2 separate regions of the Mus musculus genome follow, and region 2 is linked to region 1. The links are chromatin contacts, called in public promoter capture Hi-C maps. All regions are on one chromosome and are shown on one strand. The core of a region is the stretch at or near the end of the contact, and the rest is flanking DNA. Distances in the headings are between cores, read along the strand shown.

What was found. Promoter capture Hi-C pulls out the DNA fragments that hold promoters and counts their contacts.
Region 2: a contact with region 1 is called in a promoter capture Hi-C map of erythroid cells, with 13 times the contacts expected there. The contact joins the promoter of Unc50 here to the promoter of Ccdc115 in region 1. A contact is called at or near these places in 1 of 39 promoter capture datasets (erythroid cells) and 1 of 484 Hi-C or Micro-C datasets (muscle stem cells).

The regions. Positions count from the first base shown.
Region 1 is chr1:34,438,410-34,441,285 of GRCm38.p6, forward strand. It overlaps Ccdc115 (coiled-coil domain containing 115), which reads right to left and starts at 1,263. Exons shown (of 5, transcript NM_027159.2): 1 at 819-1,263; 2 at 634-737; 3 at 441-523. The coding sequence starts at 929. It overlaps Imp4 (IMP4, U3 small nucleolar ribonucleoprotein), which reads left to right and starts at 1,420. Exons shown (of 9, transcript NM_178601.3): 1 at 1,420-1,518; 2 at 1,632-1,740. The coding sequence starts at 1,516.
Region 2 is chr1:37,428,815-37,431,514 of GRCm38.p6, forward strand. Unc50 (unc-50 homolog) reads left to right here and starts at 1,325. Exons shown (of 6, transcript NM_026123.4): 1 at 1,325-1,679; 2 at 2,479-2,700. The coding sequence starts at 2,483. Coa5 (cytochrome C oxidase assembly factor 5) reads right to left here and starts at 1,289. Exons shown (of 3, transcript NM_198006.4): 1 at 1,055-1,289. The coding sequence starts at 1,153.

The DNA of each region.
Region 1 (2,876 bases), core at 13-2,512:
TGGCAGTTGCAAAACAGACGTAATAGCTGTGGTCAGTCGATAATAATGGGGTGGGCTAAGAAAACATGATTCGTTCCCAGGTGAAGATGCACCTTTTAGATGTGTGGTCCCTCCTTGTGGTTTGACCAGATGCTGTGAACCAATCAGCTTAAACGCCAACATTCCTTTAACCCTCTTACCCAACCATGTTATGTCAAGGAGGCTTGGAATACACCCCATTCCCTTAGACCTCCTCGGGCGGCTCTCCTATCCTGTTACTTGAACCCTACCTATCAAAGTATAAGAACCCCACCCTCCCACACCCCCGCCCCCCAGACATTCAACTCTCCAGCTCAGACGCTCTCCATTAATCAGATTCCGAATGAAGCAATTTCCTTAAATGTTCAATGAGTTTTGTCTTTAGCGCTGAGTAAGGGCTGACAGGTGGAAAGGAGACTTACATGCTTCGCTAGGCCCCACTTCCTCGGGGGTCTGGGCGTCAGCTTTGATCACCCTGAAGGTCTGGGGTCCATCCTGGGCCTCGCTGGGAAAAAAAAAAAAAAAAAAAAAAAAAGGGAAGTTGGATCTCTGGCCGCGCCGGCCTAGGTCCTGCCCATCCACTCTCCAAGGGGGGGGGGGGGGGGGGGCGCTCACCTGGCACGCACGCAGACCTGAGGCTCCATACGCGAGGCATACTGCAGGGGTCCTACCGACTTGGCTCCCATGGCATAGCGAGCCTTGGCAAGTGAGAGCCAACCCTGGGGAGACAGGAGAGACTTGAGACTGTTTTCCCTCCCTGTGCCCGCTTTCTATCCCTCCTTCCATTCCCCGTGGCCCACCTCCTCCACCCTGGCGTTCAGCGCCGCCCGCTTCGCCTCCAGTTCCTCCAGGTCACTGAGCAGCTGTAGGCACTTGGAGTCCAACTCCTCTCGCAGAGCCTGGACCGCCATGGCCCAGCCAGTCTTGGGACACGCGCGGATGGGCGGAGCCACTTCCTTCCAAGCCGCCGAATCACTGCGCGGCCATGTGCATGACAGCCAATAAGCGCTCAAGATCCGCCCTTAGGGGGGCAGTACTAATCGTGACCCGGAAGTCAAAGGCTTCAACTTCCGGGTGATCCCTGTCACCAGCCAGGACGCGGATTAGCGCCTGGAGCGGGATACTTCTCGAATCCGATGGCTACCAAAAGTCGGACCTTAACTTGAATCTAGGAAGCCATGCGCACAGTTCCTGCTTTTACTCTTCGCTAGCCTGCTGCCTGACCAGCTCAAGCACCGGTGAAGCCGCAGACGGACTAACTAATCAGGACGGTCTTAGACCACGTGACATCCCAAATCCGGGTAATTAATTGGTTGCCCGTCTGACCAATCACCTTGCGACGCCCTCCTCCATTCGCCATCTTAAGATGGGGCACTCTGACCGGCAGTGGAATCGAGTGAAGCCTCTAAAGGCCTTTTTGGTTGAGGGCGGAAGTGATCACTGCGTGGTGCCAGCAGCGCCAGAAGAGTTGGGACTCGTGAGGGAGCGGCGCTCATCATGGTAGGATGTTTTGATTTCCTGTTCTGGTTTAGCGGGAAAGAAGGGGACTACGGGAGGGCTGAGTTGTGGTCCTCGGTGCTCCGAAGTGGATGGTGACCCTGTGTGTTCTCTAGCTCCGTCGGGAGGCTCGCCTGCGCCGCGAGTACCTGTACCGCAAAGCCCGGGAGGAGGCGCAGCGATCCGTTCAGGAGAAGAAGGAGCGAGTCAAGCGTGCTCTAGAAGGTAAGGCCTCCCTGTGCTGGTGGGTTACAAGTCCTTGCTCGAGCATACTACACGGAGGTGTAAACGCATTTGAACTTAATGTATTTGTATCAGGGTGGCTGGTCATCTTTCCTTTCTCTGCTCGTTAGGTAGGACCTCACTGCTCACTGGTTTCTGAATGATCCCACCATGTGATAGTATGGCCGTTTATGCTACAGTTGCCCATGTCTACAGGTTGATTGCCAGTTTTGCTTACAGAATATCTAGTTTTTATTTAGTTTTAAAACATTGCCTCTGTCGGGTGGCGGCGGCGCACGGTTTCAATCCCAGCCCTCGAGAGGCAGAGACAGGCCGATCCCCGAGTTCGAAGCCAGCCTGGTCTACATAATGAGTTCCAGTACAGCCAGAGCTAAAACAGAGAATCCCTGTCTCGAAAAACCAAAAACCAAACCAAATCAAGCAACAAACCAACAAAAAACCTTTGCCTCATCTAATTGATTCCCATCTTAGGGAATGGGTCTGCAAGAATCCTTGGTATTTGTTTTTGTTGTCTTCTTCAAAACAAAATTAGAAAAACCTGTTATTGATTGTTATAATTGTCTTGCATTTTAATTCTTCTTCCATTTAGAATTTGACATTCGTTTTACAGGTTAGTTTAAAACTTTGCCTTACATTAATTCACATTTTCATTTGCCCTAATAAATGAAGATCCTCTATCACAGAGCTTAATTGGAAATGTTCTATTTATCCCTATTTTGCTTTTGTATCTAAGGAACTTCATGTCTCCCGCCTGATTGATAGTACAATATCCCTGGTGCCAGTAATTAAATTCCGTTCCTGTAATTTAGGACTATAAAGTATATGTGTGTCATGTAACGTTTTTTTGAGTTAAGAAGCATAATGTTAGGGCTGGGATTGTACCACAGTTGTTAGAGAGTGCTTCCTAACATGAAGGAGGCTCTGGATTCTGTCCCCAGCCTGACTCAACTGTGCCTGGGGGCCTATGTCCCAACACTGGTAAGGTGGAGGCTAGAGGATCAGGAGTTCAAGGCTTGCTTTGGCTGCATGAGTTTCAGATCAGCCTGGGCTATATAAGCATAATGTTAAGTATCTGTGACCCATTACCATAACTTAAAAAAAAAGTTTTAAAAAAATGG
Region 2 (2,700 bases), core at 75-2,574, 3.0 Mb after region 1:
CCCCCAGAGCCTAAGATTTTTAGGACATATCGTCAATGTTTGTATAAGCCTTCCTATGGATGAGAACCATGAATTGGATGTGTTAAAATAAAGACCTTTTAGTGTTAGTACTAAACTCTGTATATAAATGTTAATAGGGAGGGGCTGGCAAAGTGGCTAAGTAAAGAAAATGCTTGCTGTGCATGAGAGCTCCCAGTTCAGCACCCACATAAAGAGCTGGGCATGGTGGCAGAAGTCGTTTATCCCAGAATGGGAGTGGAGCCAAGCAGATCTGGTTAGGCTAGCCAATTAGGTCCACTGACATGCTATCTCAAGTAATAAGGTGGAGGGGCTGGAGAGATGAGTCAGCGGGCAAGAGGCCTTGCTCTTCTGAGGTCAAGGTCAGTAATGGGAAAACCATACTGAGTTCCCTCTGGAAGTTTCAACTTTTCTGGTTTTCCAAGAGTCATAAAATCTTAAGAAGTCTATTTTTGAGAAAGTTCTGAACCTTCTCCCCACTCCCCTTTCTCCTCACTATCCCCCACTGGAAGGTACGTTGTGATCATCTGAGTTCATACCCTACGTTTCTCTGAGCCCTTCTCATTCCTCGCCTGTTTCCCAAGGCAGCACATAGTATAAAGGCTTATGTTGAATTCCTCCCAGAATGCAATGCTATAGGTTTAAGATAGGTTAAAGATCGGCAGAGAGAAACTATGGCACACCATGAGATACTTCCATATTCTAGAAGCCAAGGAACCAAAACTCTCCACCACAGATCAAGTAGCCATGCGGCGCAGGCACAGGCCTTGGCAGCTGCCCTTAGAGTGGGAGTCTCTGGTGGCGCGTGCCAGCACTCAGGGATCGCTTCCTGAACAGAGCTGGCTGAAGGTTTACAAAATCCTTAGGTGGGTAGTAAGTTATCTCCCACTTAACACCAGTAAGAACTGGGGATGCGAGCTCAAGAGACCTGTCCAAAGTCAGGAGCGGACGCGCGACCTCTACCCTCGACGTGACCTCCCCTCGCAGGCCATCATGGAGCCAGTCTTGACTGAGCTCTGCCACCCAGATCCGCTACCTGGAGCACACAGGCAGACTGCAGCAGACATGCACCCAGATCCTCCTTCACGCCCGCACACGCGCCGCCCTCCGGCTTGTCCTCATAATACCGGGGCATGGCGGGGACCCACCGCCCTCACCACACTGGATCACGGCCCTCGGTCACCCCGCACGGCCCGGAAGGGCGTGGGACACGCCCACTGGCAAGCTACCGGCGAGGGTGGGAGAAAGTCTCAACAACTTCCGCCAGGAGTGCGACTCTTCAGGGTATGCGCACGCGTGGCGGAAGTGCGTGTCCGTAACGTAAATACAGAGCGCCGCAAGTGCGGGCTACGTAGCGGGAAGGGAAGTGGCCCCAGCGGCGGCTGGGCTCGGCTGCCCTGGGAAGGTGGCGGTAGTCCCGGGCCCAGGACGAGGCCTCGAGGGCCTTCAGGTGCGGCCTGCTCTGTGTGCGCAGGGTGGCGTTCGTGCCGTCGGCCGTTTCCACGGTTAGCTCGCGACCTGGCGTCTCAGCGGCTGGGCGAGGGACCGGCCGGCGCCCGGCAGCTCGAGTCCTAGGCCCGCCGTGGAGCTGCTGGGTAAAACCAAAGACAGCCGCTTACGTGGGAATCGCAGGATTAGAGCCGTTTTTCTATTCTAAGCAGGTCTGAAATTTTGCAAGGAGACACACACCCTGAAACCTTGTCGTTGCTTGTTCTTAAGTCAAATGTCACTGGGCCGTTTGTATTTTTAGTTGACAGAGGCTTGGGGTAATGGAGACCTGCTGGCGGGGCGGGGCGCCGCGCCGCGCCGCGGAGGGCAGGTAGGCTGGGCGGTGACCAGCAGTCATTTAGCTTCGGACTAGTTGGACTGGCCCCTTCGCGCTGTTATTCCTCCTACCCAGCCATCCTAGGAGTAAAACCATCAAGGAGTGTAATTTTTATTGTCACATTCTGAATAACCAGGGACTTGCTGGCCATCGCCGATGGACTTGTACAAATAAACTGTGTGTCTTACTTTTTCAGTAACCTTGCTTTTAGATTAAACTTTTTGTTTGTTTTAAATCTTGGTCATTACAAACACGGAATTTTGAACCAGTGTTCGGTCATTGTCCCGTGTTAATGAGGACGTCATTGCACACCCCCTTGTGCTGCTTTTTCCTTGGCCTCCATTATCAGTAGTGAGCTACTGCAGCTGTCAAAGGCTTGATTGAGGTGAAGGTTGGGAAACCATCGACTGAAGTTAAGTGCTTGTTTCAGGTGATACAGGAGTTTGTGGTACTGCCTTGATGGCATTACCCTTGGCCAGCCCCTAGACAAGCCCCAGAACCAACTCTATAGCTTCTGGCCCCTAATCCTTTCTGAAGGTGGCAAGAGAAAACGTCATAGCGCTGACGAGGAGTTCTAGTAGCCAAATAATTACATTTAAGATTACATCTAAGAGAAATGTTCTCATTCCATCTAGGAAGATGCTACCAAGTACTTCCTTGAGTTCTTCGATGCACGGGAATGGAGTATTAAATTCCAGGGATGCAGCAAGGCACACGGCTGGAGCAAAACGCTACAAGTACCTCAGAAGGCTCTTTCGATTTCGGCAGATGGACTTTGAGTTTGCTGCATGGCAGATGCTCTACCTGTTTACCTCTCCTCAGAGGGTTTATAGAAACTTTCACTACCGGAAGCAAAC